Linked DNA regions of Mus musculus: all the other regions are linked to region 1. The links are chromatin contacts, called in public ChIA-PET and Micro-C maps. All regions are on one chromosome and are shown on one strand. Each heading gives the region's core, a stretch centred on a gene start, on an enhancer-like site or on the middle of the called end of the contact. The rest is flanking DNA. Distances are from core to core; before and after follow the strand shown.

Region 1 (2,700 bases), core at 59-2,558:
TGGCGACCCTAGGGTGCTTTGAGACGTTCTTGTATCAGAACCCGAATGTTTTGTGGCATCCTTGCTATGAGGAAGGGAACCTGGGTTTTGTTTTGTGGTGTCCTTGTTATGAGTGTCTCGTGGAGCACGACGTCCAGCAGTGTGGGGAGTGAAGGTTACTTCACAGTGTCTACCTAGAACGGGAACCCCGGGATGTAGGGCGGCAGCGGCGCAGATCTACTGCGGACCGCCGCTCAGCTGGCCTGTGGTTGTGGCAGGGGCCTTGTGGGTTTCGGGGGCCCCAAGACCGTGGTGGCAGCAGGACCGGAGTCTTCCCAGCCGCGCAGGAAGCGGCCTCGGCCGGAAGGGGGGCCCCAGGCGCCTCCGCTGTGGCCGCCTCCAGTGGCCTCCACAAGGCGGGGCCGAGCGAGACCGAGTAGGGCCGAGCAGGGCCGAGCCGGTACCGAGTAGGGCCGAGCGGGGCCGAGCACTGCCGAGAGGGGCCGAGCTCCGGTACGGGGGAGCCGAGCGGAGTCGAGCTGTGGGCGGACAAAGCCGAGCTTGGCCGAGTCCGGTCCGGGCGTAGCCGAGCGCCACTGAGCCCGGGAGGGGGAGCGCGCGTTCTTGGAAGAGCCCGCCCGGAGCTGGTCACATTCCTGGCCCGCACTCCGGCTGAGGCGGACGCACGGCAACAAACAACGCGGGAGGCGGGGCTGGCGCGGGCGGGGCGGGGCGGTACGGGGCGGGGCGGCGCGCGGCGGCGTGAGCTCAGCTCCCGGCGCTCAGTCCGAGCCGGAGCGAGCCGCCGGAAAGATGTGCGCCCAGTGCGCAGAGCCCCGCGCCGCCGCGGCGCTCTGAGGCCGCGGGCCAGAGGCGCCTCCGCCGTCCCGGGAGCCGCGCGCGCGGGCCAGCGGGCGGCCGGGAGCCGGCAGGCGGCCGCGCGGGCGGGCAGGCCGCCAGGGGCCGGCGGCGGGCGCGACGCGGCCGGTCAGCACCGCCGGGACGAGCCGAGCGGGCGCCGCGCGGTGGGAGGAGCGGGGCAGCGGCGGCGCGCCGCGCGCGCGGGGGGCCCGGGCGGCGGCGGGCGCGGCGCGGGGCGCGTGGATGTGGCGCCGGGCCCGGGCGGCGGCGGGCTCCAGCGGCGGGACCCCTTCGCCCCGCCCGCCTTCGCCTTCGCGCCCCCGGGCGAGGCCGAGGCCGGGGCCGTGATCGGCCGTGAACCGGCGACGGGGGGCGGTCGTGGCCGCGGTCGCGGGCGGCGGCGGGGTGCGCGGGGCGGCGGCGGAGGCCGTGGGGGCCCGGGCGCACGGGAGCGGGAGCGGCCGGGGGAGCCCGATCGCACCATGGAAGCTGCAGCGGCCGGCCGGGGCGGCTTCCAGCCGCACCCGGGGCTGCAGAAGACGCTGGAGCAGTTCCACCTGAGCTCCATGAGCTCGCTGGGCGGCCCGGCCGCTTTCTCGGCGCGCTGGGCGCAGGAGGCCTACAAGAAGGAGAGCGCCAAGGAGGCGGGTGCGGCCACAGTGCCGGCGCCGGTGCCCACTGCCGCGGAGCCGCCGCCCGTGCTGCACCTGCCTGCCATCCAGCCGCCGCCGCCCGTGCTTCCCGGGCCCTTCTTCATGCCGTCGGACCGCTCCACCGAGCGCTGTGAGACCGTGCTGGAAGGGGAGACCATCTCTTGTTTCGTGGTGGGAGGTGAGAAGCGTCTGTGCCTGCCGCAGATCCTCAACTCGGTGCTGCGCGACTTCTCACTGCAGCAGATCAACTCCGTGTGCGATGAGCTGCACATCTACTGCTCGCGCTGCACCGCCGACCAGCTGGAGATCCTCAAAGTCATGGGCATCCTGCCCTTCTCCGCGCCCTCCTGCGGGCTCATCACTAAGACGGACGCCGAGCGCCTGTGCAACGCGCTGCTCTACGGCGGCGCCTACCCGCCGCCTTGCAAGAAGGAGTTGGCGGCCAGCCTGGCGCTGGGCCTGGAGCTCAGCGAACGCAGCGTCCGCGTGTACCACGAGTGCTTCGGCAAGTGCAAAGGGCTGCTGGTGCCCGAGCTGTACAGCAGTCCCAGCGCTGCCTGCATCCAGTGCCTCGACTGCCGCCTCATGTACCCGCCGCACAAGTTCGTTGTACACTCGCACAAGGCCCTGGAGAACCGGACCTGCCACTGGGGCTTCGACTCAGCCAACTGGCGGGCCTACATCCTGCTGAGCCAGGACTACACGGGCAAGGAGGAGCAGGCCCGCCTTGGCCGCTGCCTGGACGACGTGAAGGAGAAGTTCGACTATGCCAACAAGTACAAGCGGAGGGTGCCCCGGGTAAGTGTCCCCGGGTCTTGGGGGTTGGCAAACTATGCTCAAGGTGGGTGGGTGGGGTCCTTCTGCTCTGGGTCCTCTGGGTTCAAAAGGTTGGGGCTCGTGGTTCGACCTTATCAGGCCTTGGGTTGATTTGATTTTAGAAAAGTAGGGGGCTTGTCGGTCTCTTGTGGGTAAGGCCATCTTCGTGTTGTCTGAGCGCTGCTCTTATGGAGTAGAGTAAACGGGAGAGCCCTCTCGGGGCTCATAGCCCTTGACCATTCAGGCTAAGCTCTGAAGGTCTGAGAAAGTGGCAACTTCAAGCTCTGGGAGGTTAGAGTGCCTGGACCTAGGCTGTGACTTTCTGGCCCATATCACCATGGGACCTTGACAGAGTTGTCCATATGAGAATGAAGCTTGCCCCTTTCTCTCT
Region 2 (2,700 bases), core at 51-2,550, 140 kb before region 1:
CAACTTGCTCCAGTTCCAGGGTGAGCCCAGAGCTCTTCTAACCTCTCCAGGGCACTGCACCCATGAGGTGTGCAAATACACAGGACTACACATGCTGGCAAAACAACAGTCATACACCTAAAATAAAAACTTTCGTCCATTTCCCAACGCTAAAATAAACAAAAATATGTCTGTGAACTCAGTGTGACACACATCTGGAATCTCAGCACTTAGGAGCCTGGGCGGGTGAGGACAAGGAGTGCTAATAGCCATGACAGAAGCTACAGAGGTGCAGAGAACCAGGTTTGAGTTCAAAGGGTTTTGAAAAATTATCTGAGGCATTACTGGGGATTACCGGGCTGGCTACAGCCTCCGTTTCTCTAATATTGAGATTGTAGGCATGCCACCATTTTTTTAAAAATTATTTTTAAGATTAAAGTGTTTAAAAGCCACTTAAAGCCTGCGGGGGTGGCATATGCCTTTAATCCCAGCACTTGGGAGCGAGAAGAAGGTGGATCTCTGAGGTCAAGGCCAGCCTGGTCTACAGAGAGAGCTCTAGGGCAGCCTGAGCTACGGAGAAAGCCTGTCTCAAAAAACAAAACAAACAAAAAGGCATCTGAAGATGACCAGGTGGCTGCCAATAGGTGTCTTCTAGAGAGAACGCGGGATGTAAGATCAGGGCCGCTGCGTCTTTTCAGCCCTCCAGCGTCACCTCAGTGCCTGGCACCAAGAAGAACCAGGCACGCGTGTGGAATGTAAAGCGAAGGGCTAAGAAGACCTTACGATTCTCCAGATCTGTTCGGCGGAGAAGCTAACTGGTGCAGAGGCGGCGAATAAAGACAGGCCCTCCTGGCTGGGGATGCGGGATGCCCCTGAAGTTGGGAGGGCTGGGACCGGAGGGCCAGACCAGCTCGCACTTTGAGGAGTTGCTCAGCTCCTCGCAACCTCGGGGACGCTGCGGACAGCTGGAGTTCGTACTCCGAAGGTCTGAAAACATCGGACAACCCGCACCTCCAAAAAGTTTGCCCGGCTTTCAGCACAACAGACCCAGCAGACTCAGAAGCACGGGGCGGAGTGGCCTGACTGTCCCTGGACTATTCGGGTCGCCGCCCGTTGCCGGGCAAAGCCACTACGTGCGCGCTCCCATTGGCCCAGGGCCGCGCCCGACAGGTAGTTCATCCTGCACTCTGGTTATTGGGCCGCGGCCGCGCGGCCCCCCGAGGATTGGCCCAGGTGGCGGCCCCGGGGAGCCCTCATTGGCCACAGGTGCCTCCCGCCTCGTGGATTGGCCGTCTCGATGGCCAGGTTCCGCCCCCATCCAGTGTGCCCCCAGCTCCGCGCACCGCCCAAGTTCCGCGGAGTTGGCGAGGCGGGTGCCGTCTGTCCCGTGCTGCGCGCTCCCTTCCGCGCGCTCCCTTCCGCGTTCCGCCGTCTGCCCCGCCTGGCAACCCGGCCCTTCTCCGGGGCCGCTAGCCATGGCCGGAGCGCCCTGGAAGCAGCGCTGACGGCGGCTGGCTGAGTGCGCCATGCCCAGCAGGACGGACCCCAAGATGGACCGGAGCGGCGGCCGCGTCCGTCTGAAGGCGCACTACGGCGGGTGAGCGCGCAGCGCCGGACAGCGGGCAAAGCGGGTTGCGCGGCGGTGGAACTTCGGGGCTGTCGGGGTGCTGCGCGCGAAGGAGGCAGGGAGGCGACGACGAGGCGCCCCGGGAGCTGCGGTGGCGCCCTTCAATGTGGCCCGAGGGAAACCTCGAGGGCGGGGCGCACTCCGCCTAGCTAGTTCTCTCTGGGCGCACACAGCAGGCAGGTGTTGTTGCGCTCCTAGCCTTGGTCTCAGTCAGGGACTTTAAGGACAAACTTGCATGGTCTATAAAAGTTTTCATCAGATTGTGAAAACCTCTGGTGCATTAAAAAAAAAAAAAGTAAAAAAAAAAAAAAAAAAAAACAACAACAAACCCAACACACCCAAGATTATTCAAATTGGCCGCTGTTTAAGTGTAAGGAAAACCTTTGATCCATGGCACGCACAAGAATGCTTGAAGTTGTGGGAACACCAGAGCACATTTTCGCAGCTTTGGTTCGGGGGGGGGGGGGGGGGACGGGGGACAGAACTTTTTGAAGCTCTCCAGAATAGTCTTGCCCTGTTTTTTAGGACAGGGATGATGGTCTTTTCCGTCACATTCCTGGAGGTGGTTTTGGGGGCTGGCCTCGGCCCTTAGCCCTGGATTCCGCCTTGTTTTCCGGGAGGGAGAGGGTGGAGTGGGGAGGGGACCGATAGGGGCATGACAGTGGTTAGTATGGTTGTCCAGGAGCATTGAGTGATGAGAGCGGAGTGATGGTGTTGGTTTTCTGGTGGCTGGTTCGCCCAGGCTGGGTCGGAGAATCCCATAATCTTGCCCCTGATTGTGTAGACAGAAGAGGGTAGAGGCCTAAGGCTTTGACAGCTTCTTGCTTAGGTGCTGTGTGTCCTGGAACCAGCCTGGGTACTCCCAGGTCAAGGGTCAAGGGTCGAGGGTCGCTGCTCTTGGGAAGGAGAAAGGGAGTGGAGTGGAATGCTGGTCCTGTGGCTGAACTGGGCTCTCAGCATTCCTAGGAGTTTTACAGAGTGGCCGGTCCCAGCCACAGAGACAAGTGACTGGTCCTTTGGAAGTGGTTCCTTGCCTGGGTAGAAGATTCTCTTTTCAGCCTCAGGCCAACTTCTGGTGGTCCTGGATTTGGAGG
Region 3 (2,700 bases), core at 66-2,565, 190 kb before region 1:
GCCTGTTCTATCTTTTCTTCTGAGAGGACAGCCCTCTCCTTAGAGAGGGCTGCAGAAACTCTCACTTGTCACAGGAGTTTTCCAGGGTTGCCATAACAAAGTGCTCCAACTTGAATTCTTTACACAACAGAAATGTATTCTGTCAGTCTTGAAGCTCGTCTTATTTATTTTAAAGACAAGAAGGGGAGGGCTTCAAGCTGGGTGTGGTGGCACAGGCCTTTTAGTCCCAGCACTCGGGAAGCAGACGTAGGTACATCTCTGAGTTTGAGGCCAGCCTGGTCTGCAGAGCAAGTTCCAGGACAACCAGGACCATACAGAAAAACCCTTTCTCAAAAACCAATCAAACCATTAACAAAAACTACTGTTCAGGAATAAATTTCTAATCTAAGATAAGCAAAGGTGTGCGGTTACACACGAGGAGAAGTGAGAATCACGGGTTTGTTCATAGTTAACCAGGAGAGGAGGGTACTATGTTATGGGTGAAGACAAGATTCTATTTATTGGCTTGGGTGGGCTTTTGATAAATTGTTTGATAATCAGTTCTTAAATTGTACACAAGAAGGTAGGCATCATTTGTTTGAAGACAATATTCATCAATGAATACCTGAGCAGTCTACTCATTACCTAGCTCACATTACTTACTAGTCCACTCATTACTTGGCCCACAGCACACCTTCATTCAGGGTGTATTTTGCTAAGCATTTTTACCCAGATAAGGGAGTCATTTTATGGAAAAATCAAGCTAAGGAGGCCTATCCACTTGCAATGAAGGGTTTTGTATTTAAAGCCAGGCTGGAACAGCGGGAGGTGACTCTTACTTTCAGCTCTCAGACTGATGCCTGGCTCTTCACCAGCAGGATTGATGCTGACGCTTCATAGGCTGTGGTAACCACGTGACTCACCGCCACGTGTCCACGCAGAAAAGTTACCCCTTGTTCAGCGCATCCTCAGTGCAGCCCCAAGGCTGAAGTCGCCAGTACCCACCTCTCTGGGCAGCCCAGTGATGTCCCTCAGCGATGAGACTTCAGCAAAGGTCCCCCAAGAGTGGGCTGCACTGTTGGCAAACCTCCTCAGGAACGGCTCCTCGGTGGTGGTCCCTCAGCAGCAACAACCTCTCAAGAATGGTCCCTGGCGACTGCCCCTTAGCAACAGCTCCTCACAAATGACCCCTAGAAAGTGGTCCAGTAACTAGGTCGCCTCCCAGAAACAGATCCTCGGCGACGGTTCCTCAGCACTGGCCCCCGCAGAATCAGTTCCTTAAGCCGCTAGACCATGGCCTCTTAACGGCCCGACTGCCCCCAGCCACCGTGGGTCTGAGGCTGCGTAGTTTGGGCGCGCAGCTCCATGGCAACGGAAGGCTGCTTTGGGGTAGCGGGCGGGGCTGAGGCTGCGGAGGGAGAGCTTGTGCGCAGGCGTAGTGCAACAGCGGGGGTAAAGTGGGACGAGCATCGCGGAGGGCAGAGTCAAAGCTGACTGTTGCCCAGACGATTCTCCTGGAGACTGGGGCAGGTGCTCGAGAACTTGTCTAAAGCCAGTTGAAACTTGGGTCAACTGCTTACTTAAAAGACCATTTACGCAGAAGTTAGGATCTCCTGCGTCTCTTGGATCTGAATTCTGGCTCTCCCAGGGCTTTGCAGCCTGTGTTGTGCCCTCTAGGTGGTGACATCTGACTCCTCTGGATAACTCACAGGACTCTTTGGATTGTTTTTGGTCGTTTAAGTTGGCGTGGTCACTAGTCCGGGCAGGAGGTGGGCTCAACAGTGGACAGGACATGTTCCCTTTCCTCAGAGTCGCAGGGATGACTGGCAACTCCTGTAGTTTTGTCTTGGAGATGGAGAACCTTCAGCGTTAAGAAGTCCTCAAAATAATACAGAGCCTGTGGAAATGTCAGTGGAGATTGGTGGGGGGTACCTCTGCACTCCCTTCAGATACTTTGCCTGTGAAATACCACTGCAATACTGTATAGGTGTGTGTGTGGCTGGGGATCGAACCCAGGTGTTCTATAAGTTTAGAGCTTTGTGTATGGAAGCCGGATGTCCTAGTAAAGCAATTTGGGAAAGATAGCCAGTTGGTTTGTAACCTTTAGCTGAGGGAGAATGTGAACTGGGCCTCCTACTCTGGGTTGACCCTGGTATATGGCTGAGCAGAGAGGGTTGTGAAGTAACCATATCCAATACTAATATTTGTGGTATGAAGTATAATCCCCACTATAGTAAAATAAGTGAATAAATTGGTCTTCTCTTTCACGTTGCCTCAAATATTTGTTTACAGGGACAAAACTCTGACTAACACATGTAATTTTCTCTGGGGTATACTATACTCCTCTGTTAGGCTGGCCAAGCCTGTCAGGTATACATTAGGTTTGCCTCCCTTCCACTTTTTTTGTTTTGTTTTGTTTTTTGAGACAGGGTTTCTCTGTGCAGCCCTGGCTGTCCTGGAACTCACTCTGTAGACCAGGCTGGCCTCGAACTCAGAAATCCACCTGCCTCTGCCTCCCAAGTGCTGGGATTAAAGGCGTATGCTACCATGCCCGGCTCCCTTCCACTTTTATCTCAATATGCCAGTTGGGAATCAAGAACCAAAGGATTTCTCAGTTCAATTCTTCTTCTTCTTCTTCTTCTTCTTCTTCTTCTTCTTCTTCTTCTTCTTCTTCTTCTTCTTCTTCTTCTTCTTCTTCTTCTCCTCCTCCTCCTCCTCCTC

The links. Hi-C and Micro-C count contacts between places; a contact is called where the count stands out from the background. ChIA-PET counts read pairs in DNA pulled down with a chosen protein or histone mark.
Region 2: a Micro-C map of embryonic stem cells shows a contact between it and region 1, with 6 times the contacts expected there. The contact joins the promoter of Prkcz here to the promoter of Ski in region 1. A contact is called at or near these places in 2 of 484 Hi-C or Micro-C datasets (both in embryonic stem cells), 2 of 115 datasets of contacts at active chromatin or transcription factors (embryonic stem cells and memory CD8 T cells) and 2 of 9 other capture datasets (liver and pancreatic islet).
Region 3: a contact with region 1 is called in an RNA polymerase II ChIA-PET map of memory CD8 T cells, with 5 read pairs. The contact joins the promoter of Cfap74 here to the promoter of Ski in region 1. A contact is called at or near these places in 1 of 39 promoter capture datasets (hippocampal neurons) and 1 of 115 datasets of contacts at active chromatin or transcription factors (memory CD8 T cells).

Annotation. Positions count from the first base shown.
Region 1 is chr4:155,221,143-155,223,842 of GRCm38.p6, reverse strand. It overlaps Ski (ski sarcoma viral oncogene homolog (avian)), which reads left to right and starts at 1,308. Exons shown (of 7, transcript NM_011385.2): 1 at 1,308-2,291. The coding sequence starts at 1,323.
Region 2 is chr4:155,360,028-155,362,727 of GRCm38.p6, reverse strand. Prkcz (protein kinase C, zeta) reads left to right here and starts at 1,300. Exons shown (of 18, transcript NM_008860.3): 1 at 1,300-1,576. The coding sequence starts at 1,506.
Region 3 is chr4:155,407,855-155,410,554 of GRCm38.p6, reverse strand. Cfap74 (cilia and flagella associated protein 74) reads right to left here and starts at 1,315. Exons shown (of 39, transcript NM_001368738.1): 1 at 985-1,315. All of the region lies in intron 2 of 5830444B04Rik (RIKEN cDNA 5830444B04 gene), which reads left to right.